Linked DNA regions of Mus musculus: region 1 is linked to region 2. Evidence: chromatin contacts called from public Hi-C data. All regions are on one chromosome and are shown on one strand. The core of a region is the stretch at or near the end of the contact, and the rest is flanking DNA. Distances in the headings are between cores, read along the strand shown. Region 1 overlaps Ssbp3 (single-stranded DNA binding protein 3). Region 2 holds the start of Lexm (lymphocyte expansion molecule).

Region 1 (5,984 bases), core at 1,482-3,981, 420 kb after region 2:
CCTGTCTGTTCTGAAAGTACGTGTGATTTTTTTCTCATCAGGCTGTCGTCACAGACTAACCCTCTCACTTATATTCTGTGTTTGTCTCCCTCCCGGTTCCCCTTCTCCCCCTCATAGACTGACCCTTGGTTATCGTTGCAGAATTACGGCAGCGGCATGAGACCACCACCCAACTCCCTCGGCCCCGCCATGCCTGGGATTAACATGTAAGGCAAATAGCCCCGGCCGGTGCCTCAGAGCCCATGGCCTCCCCACCCACTGTTGGACCCCAGAAGACAATCTTACCCCTCACTGGTGCCCCTCTGGACCTCTGTTTCCTCACCCTTAGGGTGAGAGCTGTGTCTTACACTGGATTGTGTGCTTGGCACAGTTAGCCACCTTGTGGTCACCAGGCTACTCCTACAAGGTGTGGTTACTCCCTGCCTGTGATGAGGTCACTGAGGCCAGAGAGGTAGAGTGACTTCCTTAGGCTTGCACAGCTTCAATGGCTGATTCAAGATTTAATCCTTATGCAAATAAGCCCTGATATTTAGTGCTTATAAGAATCAGTGGTCTATCTTCCTAGGAAAAAAAACAGCAGAAATACTTATATATATATATATAATTTTGTAAATACATATTTTACAAATTTTTTCATATAATTTGAAGGAGTTCCTAAGTCTCCTTCCGTGGAACTACCCATTGCTACCCCAGAGTCAGATGGCATCTAGGACTTCCTGTACTGATGGCAGCCTGCTCCTGCTCCCACTGGCTCCACGCCATAGAGTGTAGCCCCACTTTGATTGTCACCATCTCTCCTTCTCTTAGGGGCCCAGGAGCTGGCAGACCCTGGCCCAATCCCAACAGTGCTAACTCAGTGAGTATACAGGTCTGGAGGGTGCCTTTCCCCAGGGAAGAGGTTCTGGACATTAGGTAACCCTGTTGCCAGGAAGAGGTATCAGGCGGGAGAACTACAGCAGGATCTACCTGATGCTGCTAAGAAGGCCCGTGTAGGTGGAGCCCTCGGCAGTGTGCTGGGGTCCTCACACGTGGTCCTGCCCTGAGCTATCGGCTGGCTAAGAGCTAGGGCTCCACGTGCGTCATGGTTCTGGTTTCTAGCATTGAGGGAAATGACTGACAGGCTTGGTGCAGACAGAAGAAGGGGTGTGGGTGTTGCTGTCTTCCACCCTCCCAATTGGGAGGTCTCCTGGGACCCTACTCTCAGGCTCCACCAAAGACTGGGAGAAGGGAGACCAATCCCCAGGACCATTGCATGTGTCTCAGGCCCCTTCTTCTGGAAACTGACCAGGTTACTAATTCACTGGGTCCCCAAGCCTACCATAAATAAGAATGACTGTGCCCCAAAGTGGGTTTGGAAGTGATGGGGCATGATGCTTGTCTGTCAGGGAAGGCAGCTCCAATCCATGGCTCCCGAATCTTCTTTCCAGATCCCGTACTCCTCATCATCACCCGGAACCTATGTGGTAAGTGCAGCTCAGGATTCTGACTCTCTAGTGCATGTGACCGCTGAGGAGAGCCACTCAGGTCTAGTATGTTCCTCATGAGAACACATCTGAGCCCAGGAGCCAAATTGTTCTCAGCGTTTAGGTGTTTGTACAGGCCTGGGCTAGCCTTCAGTTCTCCAGAGCTGAGCCAGAAGGGCTCTTTTTCAGTGACTGCTACCCAGCAGGCTGTGGGCCCCGTTTACTGGCTCTGGCTTTCACTGGTTGGTGTGCATGTGAGCAGATGTGTGCACACACCCACCACTTGTGCCTTGGCTTGAGAGGACGAGCATAAATCTAGCTCCCTTCTGGCTTGTAGGCTCCAGTTCTGAGTGCAGGAGAGGCAGTACCAGGTACCAGGCTGCTCTGGGCACTGGCAGCTAGCATAGCGGTCTCCCCAAGCTTCTTAACACCACAGGTTAGTTACTGACACCTTTTATCTCATCTCAGGGACCCCCTGGTGGTGGTGGCCCTCCAGGAACCCCCATCATGCCTAGTCCTGCAGGTAAGAGGGCTTGAGGGGGGAAATAAATGTCTGGTGGGAGTGGGGTGCTATGTGTCTGAGGGCTCTATTGCAGACCCTGGCCTTTCAGGCACCACTTCTGAGCCTTGAGTGCATGCTCTGCCAGGCACTGATGCCTGGAGATGTAAGGGCCATGAGCCTTCACTATCAACAACCCACTGTGTGGCTTTAGCCACATGACCCTTATATTCCTATATACTGCTTTGAAAGAATAAAATTGAGCCAAGGTCTGAAACAACAAGATCTCATTGTCCTAGATGACTTTAGAAGGGTCTCTGGGTCCCTGACAACTGGAGACCAGGACTCTAAAAGCACATACACACTCCCCCTGAGGTTATGGGTTCTAGGCTTGTGGTCCTCTGTGTAAGAGATTGTGTTTCCCTGTTTCTTTATCTGGAGAAGGCATGCATGCACAGGAGGGCAGGTGCATATATGCACACATACATAGAGTCACAATTATCTGTCTCCTGGCTAAGAATAGCATTGCAGCCAGCTGGAAGAAGTGCAGCGTACGTCCCCTACCCAGCCCAAAATAGAGGGAGAATTTCTGCTCCTGATGGAGCAGCATTAGCTGGTTTCCTAAGGAGACTTTCCTTGGCTAGGTGGGGAGTGGCTAGAGCCTCCTCTTCCAACTCCCCATAAAGGGAATCTGCTCAGCTGCAGGGGGGAGCTGGCTGCAGCCACAACCGGCTCCCGCTCCGGCTCCCGCTCTGCAGCATTGATGAGCAGCATGACCTACATTCAGACTGGGTCATGCTAACCCACTCCTTATGTTAATGCGGCCCCAGCCCCAGCCCCTCGGCCTAGCTGAGTGGTTCTGGGTAACTTGCTGCATTTTTCCTTCCCTGGGTGGGTCTGAGAGAAAACACAGGTTATGTCTTTGTGTCCTTGCTAAGCTTAGGGGACGGATTTGTGTCCCTGTGCTGTGCCTGCCCAGATACCCTGACATTCTCAGGTTTGTGGTCGAATGGTTTTCTCAGTTGAATTTTCTGTGATTAAAAACTTTGTGAATCTTCATTAAATACAAATTAGCCAGAAGATGGTGATACTTAGAAGAAATTTTAGGTGATAAAATACAAAAGAATGAGTTCAAGTGCCGAGAGTTTGTTTTAATTAAGAAATGAATTAATCACCTGAACTCTGTGGTTCCCACTATTTCTACAGATTCAACAAATTCCAGTGACAACATCTACACAATGATTAATCCTGTGCCGCCTGGAGGCAGCCGGTCTAACGTGAGTCTGCTTTCTGCTCATTTACATACCAGATACCATAACAAATCATAATTAACTTCATCAGCTGAGGGGAAAGCATGAGTAATTGATTTTAGCCATTTGTTACCAAAGATGAATAAAATAAACCATCAGAAGCGCGATTAACTCTTGGGCAAGTCAGTCCCCATCTTATTGATGGTGGGAGGTGGGAGGGGCGGGGCTCCCCCTCTGGTCAGGTGTGAGACAAGGGAAAGCACCAGGCTTCAGGGGGCTTCTCCCCATTCTTCTGACTGGCCGTGCCACCTTGGGTAGTTAGTCCCTCCCACCGATCCTTCCTGTTCCCCAGGCATTAATGCTAAGGGGGAAACCTGAGGTTCCTTTGGGCACCTACTTGACCCATGTGGATACCAGTATGGCAGCTCCTTTACCTCGACTCCTTACAGTCTTCCCCTCTGGAGTGCCCTTGCCAAACTTCCCTGTACAGAGTCTGCCTCGCTTCTGTAGCTGTGGAGAGGAGATAGCCCCTGGCTTTGTGAGCCCAGTTTCTGGGCAAAGACAAAAGTCACACCAGGTATCACATCCTACATGAGGACTGCCATGCTGACGACGGCAGACGTGTGGTGATGAGGATGAGTGCAGACCTTGTGCACACAAGCACACACGCTGTTCTTGTGCTGCACCTCTAGCACTGCGTCCCTGCCACATACGTCTCCCAGCAGCCTGCGAAGGTCACGTTCTATGGCCTGCCTCCTTTGCCAGGGCCCTGTGTTGCATGAGTATGGGGAACTCTCTGTGGTACCGCCCTCCCATCCAGCCACTTGCTGTGTTTCACCTCACTAGGGGTCTCTTTCATTCAGATACTCTGTATTCTGAGATACCTCAGGACAGAAGTCCTGTTTTGTAGCAGTGGGGATAGAAGGTTGAGAATACTAAACCCATCCAGAGGCCCCCTGGGCTAGTAGAGGCACTGATGCCGGATGGACATGGTTTAGTGGTTTAGGTCATTTGCCACCTACAATCACTCTTGCATTTTTCACGGCCATGGATGCTATTAGGCATCACTCAGGCTGTGTCATCCTAAGGGCTGTAGCCTCAGGATGTCTACCTGCTGCCACAATTTACACTCGAGTTCGCATCAAGATGCTACTGAATGTACATTTAACTTATGGATGCCGTGACCGTGTGTTTCAGAGTTAAGGTCATGAAACTACAAACCATGACAATGCCATGTGACCCAGACAGCACCAGAGTAAGCTAAATGACACGCAGGTCGAGGACAGTCGAGAATATTACACCATCTCTAGACAGGTGCTCCAGTGAGCAGAGAGGGTAGGGAAGCTCACACTCTCTCTCTCTCCACTGTGTGGGGACTGGCACGTCCTTTGAACCAAAGGCTCTTTTTGTTCTTCAAAGTGACACTGGTGTCCATTCAAAAACAGTGACCCCCTCAAGCCAGTGTGAGCGCAGACTAGAGTGAGCACTGCCATCAACCCCAGTCCCTGATTGCTCTGGGTCTAAAGTTCTAGATCCAGTGGTCACAGTACAGGTCCTGTGTGTGGACCAGAGGGGAGGGGCTTTGATAACAGATGTCCCAGCCTTTGGGCACAGCTGTGCCTTTGTGGTATACCAGTGACGGCTCACATCACTGTAAAACAAGGCCGAAGTGCACTGAAGGTGCAGCGTATGGCAGAGCACATACCTCACATGCAGGAGACCCTGGCTCCACCCAACAAAACAGAGCAAAAACAACTTCTGGTGGGATTTTGATTTAAGAACTGGAATTCTATGTTATCTTGATTTCCTAAAGGCTTTTAATGAACTTGCAGAAAGCAGAACTGTTCTCTAATCAAAGCCAAGCTCCAGTTTGCTCATTGATCTGCATGTTCGACAGTTTTAATCTCGTGCTTGGCAACTTGATCTGAGAGCTCTCACCAGGCGAAGAAAAGCCTCATTCCCTGTGCCACAACTTCCACCAAGGGTGTCTGTGACAACAGCCATCACGGAGCAAGTTTTTACTATACCTGTAAGGTGACAGTCATTTGGGGGTTGAAGAGATCGCTCAGTAGGTAAGAGCACTGGCTGCTCTTCCAGAGGACTCAAGTTGAGTTCCCGTTATCCTCATGGCAGCTCACAACTGTCTGTAACTCCAGTTCCAGAGGATCTGACACTCATGCAGCAACACCACCAATGCATGAAATAAGATGGCAGTCACTGCTGGCAACCACAGGAAAGGTGGCAGATGTTGTCTCTAAAATTTCAGTAGCTTGGTCAGGAGGGTGGTAGCAATGCCTTTAGTCCTACTACTCAGTACTTCTACAGAATGAGCTCCAGGAAAGCCCAAGGAAAAAACATAGTAGCCAAGGCTATATAGTGAGCACCATGTCTCAAAACACAAGAAAATCGAAAGTGTGAGACAAGAGGACATCCATATCTAATCTGGAAATCTGTTGAGGAAATCGAAGGAAAAGGAGTTAGAATCAAAAGGAAGGAGTGCGGCTCAGCTAGCCGCTTGTGCTAAACCTTATACCACAAAGAGAATGACTCAGCTTTAGAAATGAGGCGACGGAGAACTCAGAAAATGCCAGGTCAAGGCCAGACAAGCTAAATAAGACTTTCTCAAAAAATTTCTTTCTTAAAACTAACTCACTTAAACTTCAGCTAGGATCTCACAGGTGCAAGTGTCCTCTGTAGTTGAATATCATTTCTTTGTGAGAAAAGGTTTAATTGAGCAGAATATGTGTCTCCCCCTTCCCTCCCATATGTGTG
Region 2 (5,860 bases), core at 308-2,807:
TCAGGGAAATACAGAGTAGAAACAGCTGTGGAAGAGGAAGCCTGCGGCCCTTAAACTCCTAGGGTTCTAGCATAGTCCTGAGTTTATCAAACATCTGGAGCCAAGAATGAGGCAAGCTTGGGTTGGAGCATGCGCAGGTGTATTGGGGAAGGGACGCGGTTGGAGCATGCGCGGGCGTATTGGGGGCGGGACACAGACCACGTGAAAGGAAGCAGGCTCACCAGTTCCACCGAATGATGTCTGGAGTATGGGGCCTCTGTGAAGGTGCTGAATTTCTTCTGGTTGGGATAGACAGCGGAGACATCAAACCTAAGAGAGGTATAAGTGAGGGCCCATCTGGTCCTGACTGGGGCAGCCCTGGTGGACAGGCAGTTGGTTTCCCAGGACAGGCGACTTTGGAGCTGACCCTTGAATGTCACTTTGGATCTGCTTCATCATTTTGAGAGTTCCTGAGATGCTCTGCCACCCACCCTATGCTCTGCCTCTCCCTACAGCTTCATTCTTCTTCAGAGTTCTTACCATTATCCTTCCCAGCTCAAGTAGATAGATAGATGTTATACTACAGGGTGGATACTTCATATCATCTTTCATATACGTTTAATTATCCAGACCACCTCATGATCACAGATTCTAGAACCGTGTGTGGCACATAGTAGGTCATTTATATGCAACTATATTACATAATAGAACATAAAAAGAAATATGACAGTTGAGCATAATGGTGCACACCTTTAATCCCAGCACTTGGGCGGCAGAGACAGGTGGATCTCTATGACTTTGAAGTCAGCCTGGTCTATAGAGTGAGTTCCAAGACACCCAGGGTTATGTAGAGAGACTGTCTCAAAAAGAAAGAGAGAGAGAGAGAGAGAGAGAGAGAGAGAGAGAGAGAGAGAGAGAGAGAGAGAGAGAGAGGAAAGGAAAAGAAAAGAAAAGAAAAGAAAAGAAAAGAAAAGAAAAGAAAAGAAAAGAAAAAGAAAAAAGAAATAAGACACCTGGGTTGCAAACAAAACTTTTTAGCTAAATTTCATGGGATGGGCAGACCATGTGGCCTCTATGAATATTTTACATTAGGTGGTTTGGAAATAGTTTGCAAGAACTTGCTACAAAAATGGAACAGAAAACAAACAAACTTAGAGGCTTTAATCCCAGCACAGAGAGGGCAATGATAGGCAGATCTCTGTGAGTTCTGTCCAAGCAGGGCTACATAGGAAGAGAGGAGGAGAAAAGAGGAGGAGGAGGAGGAGGAGGAGGAGGAGGAGGAGGAGGAGGAGGAGGAGGAGGAGAAAGTGAGTGGGGGAGGGGCGAGCCAGCCCTCTTCCCTTCCTTCCCGGGCTCCAGCCTTCTGGGTTAGCCTTCCTCCCGGAGGCGGAGGCAGAGGCGCTGGTGGGGCCACAGGAACTCCCTTGGATCCTGGGTGCTAGGCCAGGAAGCAGTTGGGCCCCACCTGTGGCTCTGCACCCCAAAGGGCGCCCCTTTGAACCACTTGGGGATGGTGGACATGATGTTGCGCGGGGGGGCGCCGTGGGTGCGAGGTCTCATTGAGCCTAGACTCCAGCCTGCCCCCACCCCGGCACAACACCCCCTTGACACCGCGCGCTGCCACGGCAACCCGCAACCGGGGCGTTATGATTCAGCAAGTACAGACCTGCTTCGTGACACGTGGGAGCTCTCCAGCGTGCTGGCTGCCCCCTGACGTTATCATTCACTTTATATTCCCAATGCTGCCTTGCCTGAGACCCTTCCTGGGCTCCTTCAGACCTTAGGATCCCCCTGGGGTTTAATGAGAGAGCTCTTGTCACTTGCTGAGAATCTGTTTATTTCTGCTTATACTGGGGAGAGCCCAGGCTCAGAAATTGCCTTCATGTTCACCTTGTAAGGGAAACGGAGGGGAGAGCAGACTTGGGAATTCTGGTCCTTCTCTGCTGGATGGAACTCTGGCGGGGGAGGGGAGCGATGGGGAGAGGGGCGTGGCAGGGCAGGGTGGGGCGGGGAAGCCAAGGAAGATGGCACGTGGAGGACAAGTAGAGAGATAGGTGAAGGTACTTAGAGACATCAGAAGGGATGCAGTGGCATCAGAACCTCAGATATCCACTCTGAGCAGACACTAAAGGACGACTGGCCCCCAAATGTGGTCCCTGTCCTCTGACAACCACTTCCACAGCTTGGCCAGGCTAGCAGGTGGGGAATGGGGTGGGGCCCAGCCTGTGGACAGGCACTTCAGGGAAGAATCCCAAAGGAGGAATCACTTGCTAGGTGAAGAAAGAGGGGAGGGTGTGCCCCCAACCTGGTGTGACCAGCTCTCCCTCCTCCTCCCTTCCCCTACTGATAGCATCCTCTGGCTGTGCTAATGTCTCCTTCATTACCCCAGAGCCCTGCAAGGGCTTTCAGCAGAGATGGAACAGATGTCTGTCTACACCCCACTCCTGTGACAAGATAACTGGAGGTCGATGGAAGATACCTTCAGTCCTGCATCCAACCAGTGGCAAAGCACACCAGAGGCACAGCAGCCTCCTACAGCAGACCCACACCACAGTTGGTATTTAAATGGAAAGCTGGACTAATGGCTCCAGGCCTGGCAGTCACAGAGTCACAGCTGATAGAGCGACCACAGTATACCACTGAGCGGGGGGGGGGGGGGTGTGTGTGTCAGAGACATCAGCTGTAGTGTCCCTTTTTTTTTTTTTTTTTTTTACTTTTTTTTTTTTTTTAAAGATGTCTATAAATATACCAGAAGAGGGTGGGCGTCTGAATTTCATTACGGGTGGTTGTGAGCCACCATGTGGTTGCTGGATTTGAACTCAGGACCTTTGGAAGAGCAGTCAATGCTCTTATCCTCTGAGCCATCTCACCAGCCCATGGCGTCCCTTTCTAAGTCTCCTCATGCTTACCTGGGAAATGAAGCAACATTCTATCTCCCAGGCTCCTGAGAGGATTAAAACATCTACAGGAGGCAATTCCTGGCCCTGGGAAAGGGCCTCTCAGAGGCCCACAGAGAGAGACTGTCTTGTTCATTCCTGACACAGTACCTGACATATAGCAAACACACAGCAAATGTTTGTTGGGTGATAAATAAGTGAATAAATGTAGTACGATTTATCAGGAACCCATAAATTTGAAGCTTGGTCCTGCTGGTGACGCCAGGTGACCCTGGACATGGTATGCTCATGAGGCCTCCATTCCCCCACCTGGGACAGGGCATGTGACTAGAGTTTCCTTGGAGAGCTATACTAACATGTCATGGCGTCGTAGCTGTCCTTGCCCTAAGCAGGAGGCCCTTCTACCAGCCTGGGCCTCCTTAGGCACTCCTGGGGAAGTGGCACAGACCGGCCTGTAGCTGCCCATGTCTTCTCTTCTACAGTGATCCCCTTGGCTGCAGGACAGCTGAAGGAGTGGTGGAAGACACCAGCCAAAGTCCATGCATGGGCCAGAGTCCTGGCTGCAAGAGAAGGCATAGCAGGCCATGGTGAGTCACTTCTGTATTGAGGCCACCTGCCACGAACAGTCCAGCTCCTCCCTGTCATAGAACTTTGCCTGGCCAACTAATTCATCCTTTTCCATAGGTGCTACCACCACCCCTCCATCTCCACTCTAATTATTGCAGGAAAGAAATTGAAGGCTCAGACAGAATAAATGGTCCTGGTCACGTCTAGTAAAGCATGGGTCGCACAACCCATCCAGGACTCAACGCTTGAGAGGTCTGGAGCTGCAGGAGTTCAGCCTACCCAGAGATCATTGTCAATGTAATTTAGTCAAGTGTCTCAACCAGGACGGAGCCTGGGAGGGGGCTTTGGCTGCTACCTTTAAGTTTGTTTGTTTGTTTGTTTGTTTGTTTGTTTTGTTTTTTCAAGACAGGGTTTCTCTGTATAGCCCTGGCTGACCTGGAACTCACTCTGTAGACCAGACTGGCCTCCAACTCAGAAATCCACCTGCCTCTGCCGCCCAAGTGCTGGGATTAAAGGCGTGCGCCACCATCGCCCGGCTTACTTATAAGTCTTATCTCTTGCAACCTCTTTCCCACTCTCTGTGAGCCCTAGCTACGGGCAACTCTGGCCCCGAGGGCTACCCTAAGTTGCAGAGAAACCACTGGCCTTTTCAATTTTTCCAGCTTCTGCGATACGCATGCCCGCCCGCTCACTCCCTTCCCTCCCAACACCTACTCATCTTCCTAGAGTCAGATCAAAAGCTTAGCCCACCCACCGGGATGGTTAATATGAACATTAGAGAAAATGACACGTCTTGGCAAGGATGTAGAGGAATTGGAAACTTTGAGCTTTGGTGATGGGCAAATATAATGATTCTGCTGCTATGGGATAGCACAGTGGTTCCTCAAAGAAGTAAACATAGACTTACAACACGCCCCAGCAATCCCATTTAGTATGTGCTGTAGGAGTAAAGGCAGCGAACCCAAACACATATCTGTATAATACAGCCCTGCTTGTAGCAACTTCATTCACAATAATCACGACCCATATTTACCGTGGTAAATGATGGATAAACAAGGGCTGATAGATACAGACAATATAGACCGTGAAATAGTGCTCACCCTTAAAAAGGGAGGAAATGCTGTCCAACAATGATTGTGTGCATTGTAATCCTAACACTTGGGTGCCTGAGGCAGTTAGGAGAGTTCTAGACCAACCAGGGCTACCTAGTAACCATGACACCAGCTGGACTACATAGAGACCCTGTCTGAAAAAAAAAAAAAAGAGGTACAAAATTAATAAGGGAAGCTCTTACACCACATCATGGATAAAGTTTGAAGTCATTATGCTAAATGATAAGGCAGGCATAAAAAAACCCAAATATTATTTCACTTACTTGAAGTGTTACCGTATTCAAATGTGGAAAGAGAAAGTGGAGTGGCAGTTACTGGGCACTTGAGGACCTTTTTGGAGGAAAGAGTGGGGACTGGGATGGGACCTTCTCTATTTCCATCTCAGAGCTACATTAAATGGAGCCGGGCGTGGTGGCGCACGCCTTTAATCCCAGCACTTGGGAGGCAGAGGCAGAGGCAGGCAGATTTCTGAATTCAAGGCCAGCCTGGTCTACAAAGTGAGTTCCAGGGCAGCCAGGACTACACAGAGAAACCCTGTCTCAAAAAAACCAAAAAAAAAAAAAAAAATATATATATATATATATATATATATATATATATATATATATATATTAAATGGGGGCTGGAGATGGCTCAGAGGTTAAGAGCACTGGATGCTCCGGGGGACTTTGGTTCAATTCCCAGCACCCACATGTCAGCTTACAATTGTCTGTAATTCCAGTTCCAGGGAATCTGACATACCCGCACATCAGCCTGTATGCAGGCAAAACACCAATGCAAATGAAAAATAAAAAGGAACCATCAAAGCAAATTCTAAAAGGCTAAAACATTATTAAATGTATTACATTAAAGTCTAAAACCAGTACAAATAGCATCCAAATGTTTTGACTTGAAAATATTGCTAAAGGGCTGGTGAGATGGCTCAGCGGGTAAGAGCACCGACTGCTCTTCCATAAGTCCTGAGTTCAAATCCCAGCAACCACATGGTGGCTCACAACCACCCATAATGAGATCTGATGCTCTCTTCTGGTGTGTCTGAAGACAGCTATGGTGTACTTATGTATAATAGTAAATAAATCTTTGGGCCTGAGCTAGTGGAGCCGACCAGAGCGAGCCAGAGCGAGTGGGATTGACTGGAGCAAGCAGAGGTCCTAAATTCAATTCCCAACAACCACATGAAGGCTCACAATCACCTGAACAGCTACAGTGTAATCATATACATAAAATAAATAAATCTTTTTTTTTTAATAAAAAGTTGCTAAAGTCATAGTTTCTTCAAATTCACTAACCAGCTCTATTTTCTCT

What was found. Hi-C and Micro-C count contacts between places; a contact is called where the count stands out from the background.
Region 1: a contact with region 2 is called in a Hi-C map of cortical neurons, with 2.9 times the contacts expected there. The contact joins the enhancer-like site here to the promoter of Lexm in region 2. A contact is called at or near these places in 15 of 39 promoter capture datasets (the 3T3-L1 cell line, the C10 cell line, the HPC-7 cell line and 8 more), 1 of 15 datasets of contacts at CTCF or cohesin (the NIH/3T3 cell line), 2 of 484 Hi-C or Micro-C datasets (cortical neurons and stem cell-derived neural stem cells), 2 of 115 datasets of contacts at active chromatin or transcription factors (embryonic midbrain and embryonic stem cells) and 3 of 9 other capture datasets (embryonic stem cells, liver and pancreatic islet).

What each region holds. Positions count from the first base shown.
Region 1 is chr4:107,036,795-107,042,778 of GRCm38.p6, forward strand. It overlaps Ssbp3 (single-stranded DNA binding protein 3), which reads left to right. Exons shown (of 18, transcript NM_023672.2): 10 at 142-206; 11 at 808-856; 12 at 1,428-1,463; 13 at 1,932-1,986; 14 at 3,169-3,239. Among named protein-coding and RNA genes, the nearest start is that of Gm12786, 13 kb to the left of the region's middle. Within about 2 kb of position 2,732, at least 14 of the 459 cell types and tissues checked have an H3K27ac peak or open chromatin away from gene starts, as enhancers often do. A contact at or near this core is called in cortical neurons, where this site is marked.
Region 2 is chr4:106,615,681-106,621,540 of GRCm38.p6, forward strand. Lexm (lymphocyte expansion molecule) reads right to left here and starts at 1,558. Exons shown (of 10, transcript NM_183182.3): 1 at 1,445-1,558; 2 at 222-309. The coding sequence starts at 1,539.